2 separate regions of the Cricetulus griseus genome follow, and region 1 is linked to region 2. A link is a contact called in public Hi-C data. All regions are on one chromosome and are shown on one strand. Each heading gives the region's core, a stretch centred on a gene start, on an enhancer-like site or on the middle of the called end of the contact. The rest is flanking DNA. Distances are from core to core; before and after follow the strand shown.

The links. Hi-C and Micro-C count contacts between places; a contact is called where the count stands out from the background.
Region 1: a Hi-C map of the CHO-K1 cell line shows a contact between it and region 2, with 5 times the contacts expected there. The contact joins the promoter of Rce1 here to the promoter of Bbs1 in region 2. A contact is called at or near these places in 3 of 8 Hi-C or Micro-C datasets (the CHK-Q cell line and the CHO-K1 cell line).

Annotation. Positions count from the first base shown.
Region 1 is chr3:54,658,023-54,662,328 of CriGri-PICRH-1.0, forward strand. Rce1 (CAAX prenyl protease 2) reads left to right here and starts at 1,475. Exons shown (of 8, transcript XM_035442046.1): 1 at 1,475-1,691; 2 at 1,827-1,929; 3 at 2,024-2,107; 4 at 2,344-2,422; 5 at 2,934-3,101; 6 at 3,226-3,297; 7 at 3,542-3,617; 8 at 3,905-4,306. The coding sequence starts at 1,507. The coding sequence ends at 4,265. It overlaps CUNH11orf80 (type 2 DNA topoisomerase 6 subunit B-like), which reads left to right. Exons shown (of 17, transcript XM_027408677.2): 17 at 909-1,425. The coding sequence ends at 1,282.
Region 2 is chr3:54,377,232-54,381,854 of CriGri-PICRH-1.0, forward strand. It overlaps Bbs1 (Bardet-Biedl syndrome 1 protein), which reads left to right and starts at 3,316. Exons shown (of 17, transcript XM_027408654.2): 1 at 3,316-3,469; 2 at 3,772-3,848; 3 at 3,952-3,986. The coding sequence starts at 3,423. Dpp3 (dipeptidyl peptidase 3) reads left to right here. Exons shown (of 18, transcript XM_027408652.2): 18 at 1,995-2,540. The coding sequence ends at 2,170.

The DNA.
Region 1 (4,306 bases), core at 225-2,724, 280 kb after region 2:
GTGGGTCTTGAGCAGGAGCAGCAGCATTCGTTCCTACTTTAAAGTTAGGAGGACTAGCAATCGGTGCATTGTACTTATTAGTGTGCGCATTAAGTTTTCTAAGGAAAAGTGCTTTTGTGGCTGACATTCCCAGGGAGCTGCTCAGGAGGAATGTGCTAAGGCAAAGACGCTGTAAATTTGCACCTAAGGGGTGGGTGGGGGCGGGGGCGGGGCGTGCAGCTCAGTGGCAGAGTGTTTGTTGTCTAGACCCTGAGTTTGATTCCACAAGTGAACCTGTTACAGACAAGCTAACAGTAGTTCTCAACCTTCCTAACGTTAAAATGCAACCCTTATGTTGTGGTGCCCCCCACACACACACCGTAAAATTATTTTCGTTGCTACTCCATAACCGTAATTTTGCTATTGTTATGAATCAATTAAGTATCTGATATGCAACCCCTGTGACAGACAGGGCTTCGACCCAAAGGGGTCTCGAGCCACACAAGTCGAGAATCACTGGGCTCGTGTCTGTAATCCCAGCGTTTGGGAGACAGAAGCAGGATGATCAGTTTAAGGCCAGCCTTACACGAGAGCCTGTTTAAATATCAACAACAAGAAGCTGTCACTGTAGTAACTGCCTAAACACCAGAGAGACTGAGATGCTTTCTGCCCGAAGCAATCGGAGCTTGAAATTCATATTACTCAATCTGAGCGGATAGTAACAGATGCCCCTAATCAAGGTCCAGCTAAAAGGGGAAGGAACGCTACGGAAGGCCAGGCGCTGAAAAGGATTTCAGCTGGAAGGATAGAGTGGGAGAGTTCATTAAGAATACCCCCTCGCTCACCCCCCACGCCCCATCCCCGCCTCAAGACTCCAGCGCCAGCACAAGGCTGCGGGAGCGAGGTGAAGTGAACCTGTCTTCTCCTAGAGACCGGCGGGCAAGCTGAAAACAAGAGGCTCAAGAGAAGAAGCCCCAGCCAGGGCAGGGAAGAATCGCCAGCTCTGTGCCCCGCCGAGGACCCGAGCCCTCCAGAGTCCGCCACGCGCCACCAGGAGCCCGCCGTGGCCTCCCCCATTGCCGGAGGACCACAAGCCCCAGCAGCCCGCGGCAGGGCCCCGGCGCCCGACGCAGCGAGCGCTGCGGGCGGCCTGGAGGTACCGTGGCGGGCGCAGGAGGGACAGGCGGCTGCGGGCCTGGGCGGCTGCGGGCCTGGGCGGCTGCGGCTGGGTCCTCACCACCGTCTCCTCTACTCCCGCAGGACCTGTGGCTGCAAGAGGTCTCCAATCTGTCCGAGTGGCTGAGTCCGGGGCGCAGGCTCTAAGTGCCCCCTGCTGAGAATCCCATCGGGCCAAACATGCCCCGGGCACGCGTGTCCCGCGCTCTAGGGTTCAATAAAGCGGCTGCCAGCAAGACGCGTCGACTACAGTTCAAGGGGAGGGGCGCCCCGGGGGAGCCGGCGCTCGCGCCGCCACCTGACGTCATCCACGTAGTTGCGTCACTGCTGCGCGCCGCGGGTCCGGGCGTGATGGCGGCGCTGGGCGGGGACGGGCTGCGTCTACTGTCGGTGTCGCGGCCGGAGCGGCAGCCCGAGTCAGCCGCGCTGAGCGGCCCGGGCCCGGGGCTGTGCTGCTGGGTGTCCGTGTTCTCCTGCTTCAGTCTCGCCTGCTCCTATGTGGGCAGCCTCTACGTGTGGAAGAGCGAGCTGCCCAGGTGTGGGGGCTGCGCGCGCGGCCGGGATCCGCGCCCCCGCGAGGCGGGGCAGGGGCGGAGCTTGGGCCGACGGGGGTGGGGCCGCGGCGGCCAGCGGCTGCTGCAGGCCCGCTCAACCTACGGCTCCCTTCCTAGGGACCACCCTGCTGTCATCAAGCGGCGTTTCACCAGCGTCCTGGTGGTCTCCAGCCTGTCCCCTCTCTGCGTGCTGCTCTGGAGGGAACTCACTGGCATCCAGGTGCGAAGGCGGCGGGGCGCGGGCAACCAGGGAAAGGATCCCAGGTTTTGTTGTGGGAGGGAACATCACTGATGCCCCCTTTCCTGTGGCTCAGCCAGGCACATCACTGCTCACCCTGATGGGCTTCAGGCTGGAGGGCATTTTCCCAGCAGCTCTGCTGCCCCTGCTGCTAACTATGGTGAGTCCTGCTTCCTTTTTCCTACTCTGTTGTCACTAGTGTAATGAAATGCCCCGTGTCCAGCCTGCCTTTGGCAGATGACAGACAGAAACTATGATGTGGCCCTTGAGCCCCCAGGTGTGTATTGCTGGGAAACCCTAGAACTCGGGAAGCCTGAGGTCTCATGACACTGACCAAGGGCACTGGATTGTGGTGGGGCTTTCATTTGATCTGGTTTTTTTTTTTTTTGCCCCCAGATCCTATTCCTGGGTCCACTGATGCAGCTCTCTATGGATTGCCCGTGTGACCTGACAGATGGGCTGAAGGTTGTCCTGGGTGAGTCTTCAAGACTGAGGAAAAGGTAGGCACAGGCAGTCCAGGACACTGGGGAGAGGAGTCAGTGAGATGTGATCTGGACTGAAGAGGTGAGATGTCACCTCTCTGGGTGTGTTTCTTCATCAGTAAAAGGCATCATACTGCTGGGTACCTTGTAAATTCCTGGTACTCGAGGAGGCCTTTCAGGACCCAAAACAGTACTTGATATGGGTCAGACAGCATCTTCCCTTGTTCTTCCATCCTTTGGCTTCCCCAAATACTGGCCTTGATTGAATTTTGGTATCAGAATTTACTATGACTCCCTCGTATACTGTTGCCTTACCTTACTGTTGTCAATTATATCTCAAGATATTGAAATTAGGTCTTATAAAGTTTGTTCCCTTCCCCATTCTGATTCTCAGGATTCCTGACCTGAGTTTGGCCAGAATAAATCTGTGGGAGAGGGCCCCTGAGAGGAGTGAGTATTTTTAGTAACTTGGCACTCATTACTTATCCTGAATATTTACCCTAGCCCCTCGTTCTTGGGCCCGCTGCCTCACAGACATGCGCTGGCTACGAAACCAAGTTATTGCACCCTTGACAGAGGAGCTGGTGTTCCGGGCTTGTATGCTGCCCATGTTAGCACCATGCACAGGTCTGGGCCCTGCTGTGTTCACCTGCCCACTCTTTTTTGGAGTTGGTGAGTCTAACTGGTCCAGCAAAGATGTTCCCAGCATGAGGGCTGAAAATGAGGGCTTGGGGTGAGGGGAGAGCTGGACGTCAGGCCAGAGAGACACGATGTTGTTTGTACCTCTTCCTTCCAGCCCACTTTCATCACATTATTGAGCAGCTACGTTTCCGCCAAAGCAGCGTGGGAAATATCTTCTTGTCTGCAGGTGAGCCTGGGGAGCTTGCCTGGGACAGGTGAGGGTTGGGGTGTTATGATATCCCTGACAGCCACTGTACAGAAAGGACTGGAAATACAGGGCTATAAATATTGCATGGGGACCACTGATCTTGGGAGGTAGGGTACAGAGAACAGCCACAGATGGTGGGCAGGCAGCCACTGCCAAGAGGAAAGGGTGGTCTCTGGTGTGCAGTACTGGGGCAGGGTGAGCATGCTGGTGTGGTCACTCGAAGCCTCCGTCTCCAGCGTTCCAGTTCTCCTACACCGCTGTCTTTGGTGCTTACACGGCTTTCCTCTTCATCCGCACAGGTTGGTCCTCAGTTTTTCATGCATTCTCAGGGCCCCATGGATGTGGGCGGGAGAAGGGGAATACTATGCCTGTGACAAAGTTTCTTCTACCACAGTCCTTGAGGCAGACTTAAGCCAGGGCCCTCAGCTTTTTAAGGTCTAAAAGGTGGAAGCAGAGGTCCTGACATGGGGGCACATGAATGGGTGGGGAGGGTCATTGAGCCCTGTTCAGGGGACAAGGGCCACTAACTCTAGAAGGGCCACCAGTAGTGGGGCTGCTTCATACTTTGCCCGTCTCCCCTCTCCAGGACACCTGATAGGGCCAGTTCTCTGCCACTCCTTCTGCAACTACATGGGCTTCCCTGCCGTGTGCGCAGCCCTGGAGCATCCACAGAGGTGGCCACTGCTGGCAGGCTATGCTCTTGGTGTGGGACTCTTCCTGCTTTTGCTTCAACCCCTGACGGACCCCAAGCTCTATGGCAGCCTTCCCCTTTGCGTGCTTTTGGAACGAACAGGAGCCTCAGAGACCCTACTGTGCTCCTGACCATCACTCTTGTGTATACCCCAGTGAACTCTGATGGGCTCTGCAGCCCCTCCTTATCATGGAATACTGCAAGGGAGGGGCTGGCTGGGGTCCCCGAGATCTCAGGAATTTTTGTAGGGGATTGAAGCCAGAGCTAGTTGAACCCCAGGGACCAAGAGGAAGGAGC
Region 2 (4,623 bases), core at 2,066-4,565:
CTGAAAGGTCCTAGCAGGAGGTAAAGTCAGGCAATGAGCTGGAACTGCACAGGCCAAGTAGGACCTAAGAGAATTTGAAACACCAACATTCAGGATGGAGATGTCTTCATTCCTCCCCTGCTTCTCAAATAACATTTCCATTTCTAGAATCCCTGGCCCTGCCTGCATGGTGCTGGTACCTTGTGTGCCTTTTAATCTCTTCAGTGTACTGAGTCCACTCTACTCATAGCCTTTGTACACACTGTTCCTTCAGCTTGGCACAATCGCTCTCAAATCTGTGCCTGTCTGATTCTTCTTGTTGGTCAAGTCCCTGTTACATGGCACCTCCCTGAGATATGCTGTCTTCAGCCCCTCCACACAAAGTAACCCCCTAAATTTCTTATCTCTTGGCTTCATTTTCTTTGTACTTTGATACATTCACTCCAGGAGAAGCCACTGAGGGATGGAACAGTGGATGGGACCCAGCCATTCCCTGAAGCAGTTCAGAGCCCATTAGGAAAGAGAACAAGTGGAGCTACTAATCACACAGGGAAACATTTATGAATGTTTTAAGGATACGAACAGTGTTCTGAACACTTGGATAAAGATCCCATCTATATCTTTAGAGTACCCAGGAAAGTTCTTGGGAGAAAGTGGTGGTGTTTAAACCAGACCTGAGGAACAGGTTGGATTTTTTCAAAGATGGTGCTAAGCTGTGGAATGTCCTATGATGGAGCATTTTCCCAATACATAATAGGCCCTGGGTTTTACCCCCAGCACTTTGGTAGTTGGTGGTGATGGTAATGGTGGTGTTGGAGGACTTGCAGGTCCCAGGTCCTATGTTTTCACGATAGGCTGGGATGGTAGCTCATTGGCAGCATGGTCTGCACTGCCAGATATGGCCCTAGGTGCCATCCCCAGTACTGAGAAAAGGCAGAGCCTCACAAGGATTAACTCCAAAGCCCGATGAAGTTTTCGTCTGTGAACTCAAATACACAACACAAATGTATCACATTTGTCTCAGGCCACACAGCTAAGTGGGTGCAGAGTCAAGACTTGAACTTGAGCCATGCTAGCCTGAAGCCTGCTCTCTTAACTACTGGGAACCTCTCAGTGCACACACCACACACAGGTCAAAGGTAGAGCAGCTGAAGAAGATAAAGGGGGTGCTTCCTGCCAGAATTCAGGAGCCTGGAGACAGGCCCATTTAGCAGGTAAGGTGCTCAGAGATGCTGCTGCTGAGGTAGCTAGCACTCATTGAGCACCAACTGATGCTCTAGCATACATAATCATAGCACCTTGAGAGAAGAGGTCATGTGCTTATTCCCACTTTACTTGTAAGGCACCGAGGCTTAGAACAGCTGGGAAACTTGCCCATGGTCTACACATGTCAATTAGTTGCTGGACTGTGAGTTTCAAGATGCCAAGGACTGTATCTGTTTTATCTAATGTTACACTTAAAAATTGACTTTAGATTTATTTTATGTGTGTTTTGCTTGTATGTATGTATGTGCACCATGTGTACACACAATGCCCACAAGAGGGCATTGTATACCCTGGGACTGGATGGTTATGAGTCACCATGTGGGTTCTAGAGGCCAAGCTGAGTGCAGCCTGGGTCCTCTGCAAGAGCAACAAGTACTCTTAACCCCTGAGCTATCTCTCTCCAGCCTCCTGACAAAGCTCTGTTATTGATCATTTTTGTTAGTGATTGTTGGGGTTTGGTTTGGTTTTATTGAGACTCGAATTCTCTTGGATTATGGTATGTACTGCGATGCCAGACTTCATTTGAGCTTTGATGCAGGAAGGATGAAAGCTGGTAGCAGTCCATTTAATCTGCTGTAATTCTGCCTTCCTCACTGGTTACTCTAATGACTAAGATAACTGGCCTAAACGTTGAACAGTTTGTGCCAAGAGGTCAGTCAGCACTCGACAGTCTTACGACTCTGTTACTATGATGCAGCTTCCCTATTCACATCTTTCGGTGCTGCTGTTTTTTCTCTGTCTCCTCCCAGGCTCAGAAGTACAGCTTGTAGAGTATGAGGCCTCAGCTGCTGGTCTCATCCGATCTTTCTGTGAGCGTTTTCCAGAAGATGGGCCTGAATTGGAGGAGGTCCTTACCCAGCTAGCCACAGCAGATGCCAGATTCTGGAGGGACCAGGTCAAGGAGGCCCCAGCTGGCCAGGCTTGAGAAGATTTCGTGATTCCTTTCCCCACTCCATAAACCTGTGTGTGTCATTAGGAGTGGGGGGTAGGGGTGGGCTCTGACTCTGGTGCTACCTCAACTGAGGGTGGTGATGCTAACCCTTCTATTTGTCAGCACTTTCTGGTTTACCAAGTACTTCCTCAGTTCCTTGGTCTGCGCTGCCATCTTTGGAGGGAGCTCCACAGGCTGCCTAGTCCAGTTTCCCACATGGGACAATGCAGTTCTGAGAAGTGACTGGTCTAAATCTGGTAGCTGGCATGTGACAGAGCCAGGGCTCAAAGCGTTCTCACCAAATCCAATGCTCTTCGTGTATTACTTTTATAACCAGAAAAATAAATACCACAAACAACCATCATTGCTATGTGTGAGATTCTTCCTCCCTGTGTTCAGAGCCTGGGGAGGGCACAGTACCGCACTTCTGGCTTCCAGTCCACAACAGGATTTTGCTATCGTCTCTAAAGGAAAGCACAGAGGCATAGTATGAGTTCTGCAGCTCTCCTTTGTGACATATTTTTTTTAAAGATTTTATTTATTTATTATGTTTACAACATTCTGCTTCCATTCTGCACATCAGAAGAGGGCACCAGATCTCATAACGGATGGTTGTGAGCCACCATGAGCAGTCGGTGCTCTTAACCTCTGAGCCATCTCTCCAGCCCCCATGACATATTTTTAATATTTTTTTTTCTGTGTATGTGTGCATTTTCTCACTGTGGGCTGGTCCCAGCAGAAGCTAGAAGATAGTATCATATCCCCTAGAACTAAACTTAAAGAATTGTGAGCTGCCATGGGCTGCTGAGAAGCAAACTGGGGTTCTCTGCAAGAGCAGCAAGCGTCTTGTACTTTAAACTTTCAGGAGCTTAAGAGCTAGTACCCATCAACTTGAGATCCTGCCCTTTAATCCTCGTGGTTTGGGTCTCAGAGCTTGGACCTCTACAGTCAGAAGAAAGGACATGACACTTTTCGACTGGGCTAACCATAAAAATTGAGGCAGTTCATTTTGATGATCTTAACCTCCAACAAGAGCTCCTCCCCAGCCCTCGAAGCCCAGGACCCTGTTATTGGTGCAGAAACCATAAGTCAAAATAATGTAAGAGGAAATGCTGGCAAGGAAACGGGCTGGTTCCAGCCGGGACAATTACATCCCCGGAACGTTTGTTTCTGTGCTTTCTGGTGTCCGGATTCTATTGGGCGTTGCGCTATAGCGGAGGTGGTTGCCAAGGCGACGCTAGGGAAGATGGCTGCGACGTCTTCAGCGGATTCCGACAGCGGGAGAACTGAGAGGTGAAGTCCCGGTTCCTTAGGGCTTCCTTTCCCTCAGATGAGTAGACCGCGCCTTGGTGCCGAGTCCCGGGCTCTTGCTTTCGGGCTGCGCTGAAAGTTCTGAAAGGGCCGTTTAGAAATCAGTAACGGAAACCAAAGGCCAAGAAGCGTCTGTGTTTGTGATTGGCTGATCACCCCGGGCGCCAATTGATCCCAGATTCTCCTTTCTCCGTGTTCTCAGGCTCGGGCATCATCTTACTCAGAACTTTCTTCCTTTCCCGTGAGACTCACTTTTTCCAACTATCCTCTCCTTTCCCTCACAGCAGCGAAGCCAATTCGAAATGGCTGGACGCGCACTACGACCCCATGGCCAACATCCATACCTTCTCCCCCTGCCTGGGTGAGTCCCCAGACCTGGGAAAGCCCGGATTCTAGGAGGATGGAAGGATCGGGTAATGGTGAAGCCTTTGGAGCTCCCACTTACGACCCTCTGTGTTTTCCAGCTCTGGCAGATTTGCATGGCGATGGGGAGTACAAGGTAGGCAATCAGAAAGTTGAGTGGGGAAAACTCAGAAGTGAGATTTGCAGAGAGGGGCAACATACTCTAGAACCCATTCGTACTGAAAAGGCACATTTAGTTGCAACTCCTTTATTTTTTTAATTTTTAAATTTATTTAACTTGTTTTTATGTGCATTGGTGTGAAGATATCAGATCCGCTGGAACTGGAGTTACAGACAGTTTTGAGCTGCCATGTCGGTGCTGGGAATTGAACCTGGGTCTTCTAGAAGGGCAGCCAGTGCTCTCAACCGCTGAGCTATCTCTCCAGCCTCCAGAACTTCTTTCTTTCAATAATTTATTTATTTTTATTTTGTGTGCATTGGTTTTTTTTGTTTTGTTTTGTTTTGCATGTATGTCTTATGAGGGTGTCGGATCCTTTAGAACTGGAGTTACAGACAGTTGTGAACTGCCATGTTGGTTGCGGGGAATTGTCCAGGGTCCTCTGGAAGGGCAGCCAGTCCTCTTAACCACTATTTTATTTAGATAGTAAACATTAATTTTATAACATGATCTGTAGAAATAAAGCAGAAAAAAGTTGTAGATTTATAATGGTCAGATATATAATTCTCTAAAAATTAATTTGGGGGTGGGAGTAGTGATGCATGTCTTAATTACA